Linked DNA regions of Gossypium hirsutum: all the other regions are linked to region 3. Evidence: chromatin contacts called from public Hi-C data. All regions are on one chromosome and are shown on one strand. The core of a region is the stretch at or near the end of the contact, and the rest is flanking DNA. Distances in the headings are between cores, read along the strand shown. Region 1 holds the start of LOC107886112. Region 2 holds the start of LOC107886114 (40S ribosomal protein S2-2). Region 3 holds the start of LOC107886108 (protein IMPAIRED IN BABA-INDUCED STERILITY 1).

Region 1 (3,763 bases), core at 587-3,086, 190 kb before region 3:
AGGACATAAACAAGTAAATTACCAATTCATGTTTATCATATAAAAGTATTTGTTTTTATTTTTCTTTAAAAAATTTTCAAATATTCATGATTTCAATTTTATGTACTCTAACATGAAACTAGTTATATATTGATAATGTTGAATGATGTCACAGGTCAACTTAACACTAGCCACAAGATTAATGACAATACTATGATAAACAATTATAATGCATTTAGTATTCATAATATCATATATTTTACATGTTTAGATTTCATCTTTACTCACATTTTAATCTTTTTTTTTTCATTTTTCATGTTTTATTATTAATTAGTTTTAAATCATACATTTCATTATTTATTGTATATTATTTTGAAACTAATACTTATGCTTTAAATACATAATTTCCACATGTATATGCGTGATTAAATTTTTAGTTTTAATTTAGAGTTTGTTCAAATTTATTCTATCTACATCCGAATATATTTTAGTTTTCAACTATTTTTTTTAGATTTTAGTTATAATTATTCAAAAGTGTACTATTTATTAGACAACTTATGGTAATTAAAATTTTTATTTTTTTTACCGATGTAATTTATAATTATGACACAACCTGTCCATGTCTTTTGGATTTTTAATATTATTTTTATGGATTCTTTGGAATTTCATTTTTATATTTTTATTTTTGAAAATTTAATTTTTTTATTTTTTAAATTTTAAAATTTAAGTATAATTATTAACACTGTTAAAATTTTATTTTTAATTAAAATTTTTACGTGACATTTTGAGTTAAAAACTATTCACTTGATAATTATGTAACTAAAAACTAACATTATAATAAACTTAAATTTAACAAATAGTTTTAACAATGCTAATCATTGAACCTAAATTTTTAAATTTAAAAAATAAAAAAATTAAATTTTTAAATATAAAAGTAAAAAATTTAAATTCAAATTTACGAAAAATATAGGTACTTATAGTTTATTGTAACTTATTTTTAGATTCATTTAAATTTGCAAGTTAATGGGGTGAGCTGTCCCTGTCTACCATGTCTTACAAAATAATTAGCCCTGATTGTTGCTTTAATTAAGATTGAAGCATGAACCAACTTCCCTATCTACTACTATAATTATCAAGAATTTCAATTTCACATATTTCCCTAATTTTATAAAAAAAACATATTTTTTAAGTAAAGGCTAGGGAAGTTAGAACTAAATTGTTAATATTTGATTGGTATTCTTTATTTTATAATTTTCAATTTTTAACAATATTTTTTAACCATTTAAACTTAAATTCTCTTTCATATAATGGGTTACTACTACACCAAATTAAATTTTTTTTACTAAAATAATAAAAAATCCTAAATTTACAATTAAATAAACCCTTATTTTCTTATATTCAAATAATTTACTTCTACTCGTTGAGCGACACAATGAGAAAATTAATTATTACTATCAATAATAAATATATGATTTTAACAAATAATTTGCTCCCAATAAAACAGAACCTTTGGTTTTCATGTAAATAAATTCTTAACCCACTATTTATATTCAAATGTCAATGTAGTCTTGATTGAAATAAAAAAGTTAGAAAATTGAAAATTTTAATATTTTAGATTTGAATTTTCTATCATGTGTGAAAATCATAATCGGATTTTCTCTAAAAATTTACTTTAATTACCATAGGTGAGAGCTATGTTCATATTTATTTTAGTCTAAATTTGAATATATTTCAATTTTTAATCTCATTATTCTTTATATGATATTGATTCTATTTGTGATTTAAAAAATATATAGTCGACTAACTCCTTTTTAACATTTAATTAAATATTTTAGAAAAAAATTATTTGAGTAAAAATGAAGGAAAGGGCCTACTTGAGTTTGCCATTTCTTCTTCATTTCATCTCTCTGGGCTCAGCCGAATACCTTCCTATCCTATCTGCTGGAGAAAGAAAAACAAAAACAAAAACAGAGGTTTTTTTCATCAGAATCTTCTGTGTGAAGAAGCAAAGTAAAGAAATGGAAAAAGCTTTGACCAAAGTTGGTGGCTTCTGGATTTCCAAGAAAGCCAAGGAAGAACTCTCTAATATCACTGGAGAACTCTCTGTAATCTCCTATTAAAATTACTACCTCTTTCATTGCTGTTATAACTAGAATTTCATAATGCTGCTTCTTATCTACTAAATCCATGCATGTCCAGTTTTTCAATTTTATTTTCTTTGATTTCCAGGCCGTCTCAAACACCGTTGAAGAGAAGGCCAAATGGATACTCAATAAGCTCAAAGGTAAAGGGGCTTTAATTGTTCCTTTTATATATATATATATATATATGAATGATTTCAGTTTAATGATTGATCCAAGTTTAAGATGATAATTTTCAAATTTAAGTTTCTGCGATTCAAAAATGTTTGAAAATGGCTGCAGCATTCATTTCTAACCTTCATTTTGTTTAACAGGTAAACATGTAAAGCCTTTGGCGGATGTCCTCCGAGAACACAACCTTCCACGGGGACTTTTTCCGAGAAACATAACGTGTTACGAGATGGACGAATCGAAATCAAAGCTGAGCGTGTATATGCCGGCGGCATGCGAAGTGAGGTTCAAGGACGGATCGGCGGTGAGATACGGAAGGCGGGTGAAAGGCACATTATCGAAGGGGAAGTTGAGCGGGATGGAAGGGATGAAAACGAAGGTGGTGGTGTGGGTTAAAGTGACGGGAGTGAGCGCGGAGAGTTGTAAATCTGATAAAGTATGGTTCATGGCTTCGGGAGTGAAGAAATCAAGGCCTAGAGATGCTTATGAATTGCCTCATGATTCGGTTAGAGTTGAAGAAATTTGAACCAACTGACGACCATATTTGTTTCACCAAAATATAGTTTGTTATGTTAAGCAATTTGATGTTTTGATAAATAAGTGGCAAATAGCAAAATGATTTTGTATTGATTTTTCCTGATTACCAAGGCCTTGACTGCCATACTCCAACACAACAACGCCTTCAGTCCCACTCTTTTATTCTATATTTTCGTGAGCAACAACTGATGGCTCCAGGCCTCCCTCTAAAGACCTTGACAATATTCCAAACTCTAAATACACAGCCTGACCAAATTTTGTTAAGGTGGATCCTTAGCTCTCTTTCTGAATCAATTTTCTCAAGTTAATGTTGTTGTTTGGTCTTGAATCTTACGCTTTAAGATCAAAAGCTGAATTTCTACGAAACAATGATTCCATTGTCACTTACATGATGGTAATGTTTAATCAGCTTGATGGTGCTATTTGTGAGAATGATGGGATCAGGCCCAGCTTGGGTTGTTTGAGAATGTAGCCTTTCAATTTTTATTATATTACATTTTATAATTAGTGACCCATTACCCGCAATATTGAATCAATGTTAAGTTGTATTTACTTTGATATTTATTTGGTTTAAGAAATTAAATGACTCTCTCCATCGTTGTCACTGTAGTGCTCGCCAAAATGTTGCTAAGGAATCTTTTATTTTCTTTCATTTTAGATTTTTCACCTTCTCTCCTTTCTTTCTTCTTCTCCCAAACTCCACCGCCAACCCTACTCCAGTGACCTTTACTTTTTCAGAATTGACCGATGTAGTTTCGATTTAGGTTGAGCTTTGACTACTAGCCTAGTCATTTATAAGTGCGTCTCCCTTGCGAACAGCTTGGGCACGAACCAGCAGCCGCAAAGGAAGCAAGAACAACAACGAGGAAGAGAAAGAAAATCTGGAAAACATCATGTTGGAACAAGATGAAAGTTTCGAAAACCCCGTGCTTCTT
Region 2 (3,487 bases), core at 9-2,508, 240 kb before region 3:
CATAGAAAAACAAATTCATATTCACCATAGACAACACAAATCCCAAAACATGCTAGGAAATAGAAAGCATCAGCGACCACCTTACCTAAATCACAAACTTGAATTCAATTAATTAACGTTATACTTATTCAAATAGATCTATATATGTTTCATATAAACCAAGCAAACTATAATATCTCACCGTATGAAAGAAGAAACAGTAGGCAACAAAACAAAAGTTAATGAATAGAAACTGAAACATTAAGCAACCCATATTCAAACAGATCTAGATAAACCCATAAACAGTCTTAAATTACGAAAATATCAAATCAAATAAAAAATTTTGGGAGAAAAAGTTGATACCTTGACAAAGTTTCCAAGAGTTTTGGTTGAACCCCTTGAAGAAGTGAAGACATCTTCAATTCCAGCAAACTGAAGCACCTTTTTGGGAACCCTAGCAGCCACAATACCAGCACCTCTAGGAGCCGGCACCATCCTAACGGTGACGGACCCACATTTCCCGGTAACCTTGCATGGAACAGTATGGGGTTTTCCGATCTTATTTCCCCAGTAACCTCTTCTAACCGGTATCACTGACAACTTAGCCAATATGATCGCCCCTCTTATAGCCGTCGCAACTTCTTTGCTACATTTGACACCGAGTCCAACGTGTCCATTTCCGTCACCGACGACGACGAAGGCCTTGAAGCGCGTACGCTGACCGGCGCGAGTTTGTTTCTGAACTGGAGTGATCTTCATGACCTCGTCTTTCAGTGAAGGGCCGACGAGTTGGTCGATGATTTGGTACTCCTTGATAGGGAGAGAATGGAGGTAGATTTGCTCAAGGGATGTGATCTTGCCGGCTTTGACTAAGCGGCCGAGTTTCGTGACGGGTACCCATTTTTCCTCTTCGTCCTTGCGGCCGCGGCGCCTGCCTCTTGGACCACGGTCACCTCTACCACCACCAAAGCCACGCCTGAAAGCGCCGCGTTCACCTCCGCCTCTTTCTGCCATTTTTTTTCCTTTTGCCTTTGGTTAGGGTTTGAGACAAATGGTGAGACTGAAAGAAGGTAATAGAAGCGGCTAGGGTTAGGATTTTATATGCAGAGAGTGAGCAAGTTAGGGTTTTGATTTTTTGGGCTAACAAAAAGTTTATGGGCTATGAGCTTCCATTGTATTTGTCGAGCTTAAGAAATAGAATTGGATTTTTTTTTGTGAATAATTGGATTCTATTTTTCATTTAATGTATAATGTCTCAAAAAAAAATTTATAAAAGTTTATGAAAATAAATTTTAGAAACAAATATATAAGAGATAATTTTTAAAAACCACTGAAATTTTTTCAATATAACCTTTTTTTCAAAACCAATTAAAACCCATCCAACTTATTTATGACACATAAAAAATAAAAGCAATTCATATTAACAATTTTATATAGTTGGTTTAATTGTATCATCTTTCATACAAAATTAAAATATTTAGAGGTTTAAGTTTCATTAATTAAAAAATATAGACAATAAAAATATAAAAATTCAGTTTTTTATTCGTTTTGTTATGAAATAAAGAGAGAAAATAACAAAAGAATTCATTAATGGGAATGTTTACAATGTTTCCTTACTAAAATAAAAGCTCTGTGAGAAAAAAAAATTTAGTGAAAGAAAAAATATTTATAATATATATAACATGCCGCCTCGTTAAAAACTTTACCAAGAAAATTCAATGGGACAAACCCAATGATGATATGAATATTTATCAAACAACATTTATTAGATACATATCTATGTATTTAATCTTGAATACTAACATTTTAATGATCACTTGAATGATGTGGTGCTTAATAAATGTTTATATCATCATTCTTCTAAATGTCATGAGTGAGGAAGAATTTTAGGAAAATATATTTTGATTTCTTTAGGAATTCCAATAATAATAATACCAAAACTTGATCATGATATTAAAAATATATATAGGTAATTTGAATCCCTTTATAATCTTTCTTCAAGTATTATTCGCTAAGTCAAATTTACCCTATATGTTCATATCATTTTAATGCATATAAATGTTTACACAAACATATTGAACAATTTCTCGGGAATTTTTATATGCTTCTAACATTCTAAATCCTTCAAGGATTTCAAACTTCGCTATATAGTGATTTGTATAAAGATTGTAACAACAATTATAAGACACATGTTAAATCTTTCATAAATTGCTAGGATAATAAAATATTTAAAGGTTATTGCATCCACCACAAAAAAATATTATACCTTTCATACTCAATGCTAGGACTTAGCGAAAATTTTCGTTTTTCTTATTTTGTTTTCACATAACTACGCATTCATACCTCACTGGTTTTATACCTTTAGACATTTGGACTATTAGCTAAAAAACTTTATGGATTTAATTTTACTTGAATTGCTTCTTTTCATTCTAGCCAATCTATTCCATGTCTATATTTATTGGCAAATTTATTAAAGATCCTCATTTTCTTTCATTATTTCAATAATAATATTGCATGCAAAATTGTTGTTGACAACTTTCTATTCTTACAGTTCCATATTTTCTCATATTGACATTACGTATCGAGATCTCTTTATTTTCACTATTGTTATCTTCAATTTCAGGTACCTGAATCTCTTATAGAGTTTTAATAATTAGTTATGTTTTGAGTCTCTTCAGGAACACCTACGTCCACTATATGACCATCTATATTTATTATTTTCTTTTATGAGAATTTTCTCTTTGGAACCAATCGATATACCATGCTTCAGGTATGTATTACTTTCATTTTATTCTTAGAAATTTTCCTACTAGGACTCCAATTTAAATAAAAACTTTAGCTTGTATATAACACTTGTTATTCTCATCTGATCAGTAAATGCATATGGTAGTTAATTTGTAATAAAATGAATTATCTTTTAGAACTTTTGGCTCAAATCACTTTCTACGAGGATATAGATAATGATAATTCATTTCAAGTAATCTATTTATCAAGCTATTATTTCTCTCTCCCTAAGGTTGGGAAAACTATCAAATCAAATAATAATCACAAATCATGTCATTATTGAATCTTCAATTCATTTAAAACATTTGATAATACAATGAGACTCATAATTAATATATATTCCCAACTTCATTTGAAAATTCATTTTGTGCATTGTGTGGAGCCACTTGAACAAATATCAAACATTCAAAAATTCTAAAATGGGTTGAATTTAGCTCTTGACCAAAAGCCAATTGTAATAGAGTGTATTTATTATAACTTATTGGCATGGTGTGTACAAGTGTCAATTCATGTAAAATATAATATCCTTGTACATATACAAAAAAACTTTTGTTCTCAAAAGATATGGTTTAGCCATTAACTAGAGGCATGTACTTTATAAATTCTGTAAAACCATTTTATACGTATAAACAACAGGCTTTTGCGATAGTTACTTGCACTGACAATCTAGCATTCAAAAATAATTGAAAGTCTAAGAAACAACGCACCTTCATTAGCAAGAATT
Region 3 (3,650 bases), core at 265-2,764:
TGACTTTTTTTTATAAAGTTGGAGAGCCAAATAAATTTTTATGCCATTATTATAAAAATATTTAAAAAAACTAAAATGTTATAAAAAGTTTATACTTAATTACTATTATTTTTCATACTTTAATTATGATTTGAATTTTTATTGTTGTAATATTTTAATAATAAAAATAGTTAAAATGTTTTAATTAGGTTAAATAATTCGAAATTAATTTACTTTAATTAAAAGAAATAAAAAAATAATATTTAATATCTTCAAAAACATTAATATTTAATAAAAGTGAAGAACAAACCTATAAAATCACATAAACCTAAACCCTAACTCCATCCCATTAAAAATTAATATTTATAAAAACAAAAATAACCCTAGATAGACGATAAAAATAAAAAAGTTTAAATATAGTAAAGGTTGTTAAACTCTTTTGGAATTTAAAATTGCAATTATGAAAAGGTAGAGTAACTTTATTAATCCTCAATATTAACATTTTTTTTAATTTTGTCCGTACTTTTTAAAAGTACATGAAAGTTATTTAAAAGTTTTAAAATAATTTTTTTTTTAAATTTCAACAAAAACTCCTAAAATTGTTTTAAAAATTACAATATTTGTTAAAAGTCATTTAAAATTTCAAAGAATATATATTATTTACTTCTTGAATGATGTTAAAGTCTCTCTCAAAGATTTAGTTATTTGTTCAATTAGTATTAAATTAGATTTTAATATAAATTTTGAATTAAATAAAAAAATACTTGTTTAATTTCAATTTTAATATGTTCTAAACCAACAACTCAAACTTTGAAGAAACTTTATTATCATTCAAGAAATAACTAGCACATTTTTTTTTATTTTCAAGACATTTTATATATTTTTATAGTTTTATGAACTTTTAAATTTTTTGAATTTTTGAATTTTTTTTTGGAAATTCTTTAAAAGGTTATAAATTTTCAATTTTTTTTTGAATTTTTATTGAAAATATAAAAAATAATGTTTATAATTATTTTTAAAAAGTAAGGACCAAATAAAAAAATTCTATTAAACATTGAGGGATCAAGAAGGCATTCTACCTCTTTTATAATTGTAAAATTAAGAGAAAGCATCAATATTTTTAAATAAAAATGTACAAGTACTCATTGTTTCAAAATTAAAATACAAAAATTTAATTTAAATTTTAAAAAAAAAACAGGGACCACAAACATATTTAAACCAAAACTTAAAATAAAAAAGAAAAAAAGAAAAACCCTAGTTATGAATTGCATGAAAACAAAATTGGTTGTTTCAAAAAATGCCTTTTTTAATGGTGCAATTTGTAAATGTGAAAACAAAAGTTGAAACTTTGAAAAAATTCATTGACAAATACCTAATTCAACCAGCAACAACCCAACACTTTAAATTAATCAATTGAAACATTAGATACTGTCTAATAACACTCGTTAATTACTTCTTTTAATAACAAAATAAATATATTCTATGTACACAAAATTAAGAAAAGAAGAATCCACTTGCAGTAAAATGCCAGACAATTTTTTTTGGCTTCATTTGAATTGTCAAATTCAGACTGATAACCAAACAAACTTCATTAACAGAGTTGACAAACAACTGTTTTGTTCTTTTTTTTCTTTCATTCACAGAAACAATAACAAAGAATACAAATTCCCTTTTCCAAATCCTTTTTTTTTCTAAATTTTTTTATTCATTAATTTCTCAAAAAAAAAAAACATCATCAAAGGTGGGTATTCGGCAGCCACATTTAAAATCCGTTGATTTTCCATTCAATTATCTTCCGCAATCGTCGCTTCCCATAAAAGTACAATATTCTGTACAGATTTTCATATACATATATATATATGGATGTTTATCGTATGAACAGGTTTCATTCTTTTTTTTGTGTCTTCTTAAAAGAAGGAAAGAGGGAAAAAGAATGAAAAAGAGCTGAATCCTGAAGGGACTGAAAGCGCTCTAAACTCAGTTTACAACTCACCTTTCTTCCCCACTGTTTGTTTCTTTGTTTTTTTTTTTGTGTGTGTGTGCTGGGTTGGCGCCAAAAAGGAAAACACCCAGAAAGAAAGTTTGGGGGGGATCTTTGGTTCTTGATCACATGATCAACGGCCATTGAAATTTAAAAAATGGGTTGCGTCAGTTCGAAACAGGCGGTGTCGGTGACGCCTGCGTTAGACCATTCCGGCGCTTTACGTGACAATGCCGGTACAGTTAGCTTTGGTAGTAATTCGTGTCGGTCTCGGATCGGGTTCTCGGAGCTGGAGAAGAAGACCACCGCCGGCAGCGGTAAGAAGAAGAAAAAGAATAGTAATAGCGGTGGTGTGAGTGATTTCGACGGTGTTACGGGAGCATGTGGGAACGAGTTGGGTGACTCGGGTCGGGCGAATTTGAGATCCGACTCGCTGAGTTTGCGGTTGGGGAATTTACAGAAGTATGTTGAAGGTGAACACGTGGCAGCCGGCTGGCCTGCTTGGCTTAGTGCCGTCGCCGGAGAAGCCATCCATGGTTGGGTTCCACTCAAGGCCGACTCTTTTGAGAAGCTTGAGAAGGTTAGATTTTGTATATTAATTTGTTTGGGTACCATAGAAATATTATTTATGATTTTATTTACTGTTAGTAATACCCTAATAGGGAATTTTTTATTCAGTTTATGGCAAGTAGATAAAGACATTTCTTGTTGTTTTTTTTTTTTTTTTTGCCCATAGACATTTCTGGTTTAATTCATGCATGTTATATGCATATATTTGGATGTTAACCCTTTTTAAGTTACTTAGTTGTTCAAGTAATGTTTCTGATCGTCATTTATGTTGCTCGGAATCTTCATTTTTCTTAAACTATGTTCCGATTTCTGTTTTTACATATTTAGAGATGAGTATGCCATACCTTTCCTGATATTTGATGTAATAATCTTTGTACCATTTTCATCTGTTTGTTTAACAGATAGGGCAAGGTACATATAGCACAGTGTTTCGGGCTCGAGACCTTGAGAGTGGGAAAATAGTTGCTCTAAAGAAGGTTCGGTTTGACAATTTTGAGCCCGAGAGTGTTCGATTCATGGCAAGAGAGATCCTGATCCTTCGTAGGCTTGACCATCCGAATGTCATAAAATTGGAAGGGATAATTACTTCCCGAATGTCATGTAGCATATTCCTCGTATTCGAGTACATGGAACATGATATTACCGGGCTTTTATCTTGTCCCGACATCAAGTTCAGCGAGTCACAGGTTTGTTCACTTTGCCTCTGTCATTAAGGTTAGTCTTAAATGTTTGAGGATAGCTTGTGTATGTAACATATGTTACTTGGACTTTGATGTCAGTATCCGATACAGATGACACGGAAAAATAAAGAAGACATGCAGATACTTGAATGCCTTAAATAGAACAGAAAAATGTATCTTTGACAATGAATATTGATTGTGTTTTGTAGATTAAATGCTATATGAAGCAGTTGTTATCAGGACTTGATCACTGCCATTCACGGGGTATAATGCATCGTGACATTAAAGGATCAAACCTCCTCGTAAATAATGAAGGAATCCTAAAGATAGCCGACTTTGGTTTGGCTAACTTCTACTGTTCAGGGAAACGGCAACTGTTGACAAGTCGTGTTGTAACCTTATGGTACCGTCCCCCAGAACTTTTGTTGGGTTCTACAGAT

The links. A called contact is a pair of places that touch in the nucleus more often than the background predicts.
Region 1: a contact with region 3 is called in a Hi-C map of leaf, with 2.3 times the contacts expected there. The contact joins the promoter of LOC107886112 here to the promoter of LOC107886108 in region 3. A contact is called at or near these places in 7 of 34 Hi-C or Micro-C datasets (leaf and petal).
Region 2: a contact with region 3 is called in a Hi-C map of leaf, with 7 times the contacts expected there. The contact joins the promoter of LOC107886114 here to the promoter of LOC107886108 in region 3. A contact is called at or near these places in 5 of 34 Hi-C or Micro-C datasets (callus, leaf and petal).

The regions. Positions count from the first base shown.
Region 1 is chrA03:19,080,449-19,084,211 of Gossypium_hirsutum_v2.1, reverse strand. LOC107886112 reads left to right here and starts at 1,836. Exons shown (of 3, transcript XM_016809948.2): 1 at 1,836-2,084; 2 at 2,209-2,263; 3 at 2,435-2,995. The coding sequence starts at 1,836. The coding sequence ends at 2,817. It overlaps LOC107886113 (a long non-coding RNA gene), which reads right to left and starts at 2,549. Exons shown (of 3, transcript XR_001680641.2): 1 at 2,417-2,549; 2 at 1,854-1,920.
Region 2 is chrA03:19,132,388-19,135,874 of Gossypium_hirsutum_v2.1, reverse strand. It overlaps LOC107886114 (40S ribosomal protein S2-2), which reads right to left and starts at 1,258. Exons shown (of 2, transcript XM_016809950.2): 1 at 343-1,258. The coding sequence starts at 993.
Region 3 is chrA03:18,889,899-18,893,548 of Gossypium_hirsutum_v2.1, reverse strand. LOC107886108 (protein IMPAIRED IN BABA-INDUCED STERILITY 1) reads left to right here and starts at 1,514. Exons shown (of 8, transcript XM_016809946.2): 1 at 1,514-2,540; 2 at 2,932-3,216; 3 at 3,420-3,650. The coding sequence starts at 2,118.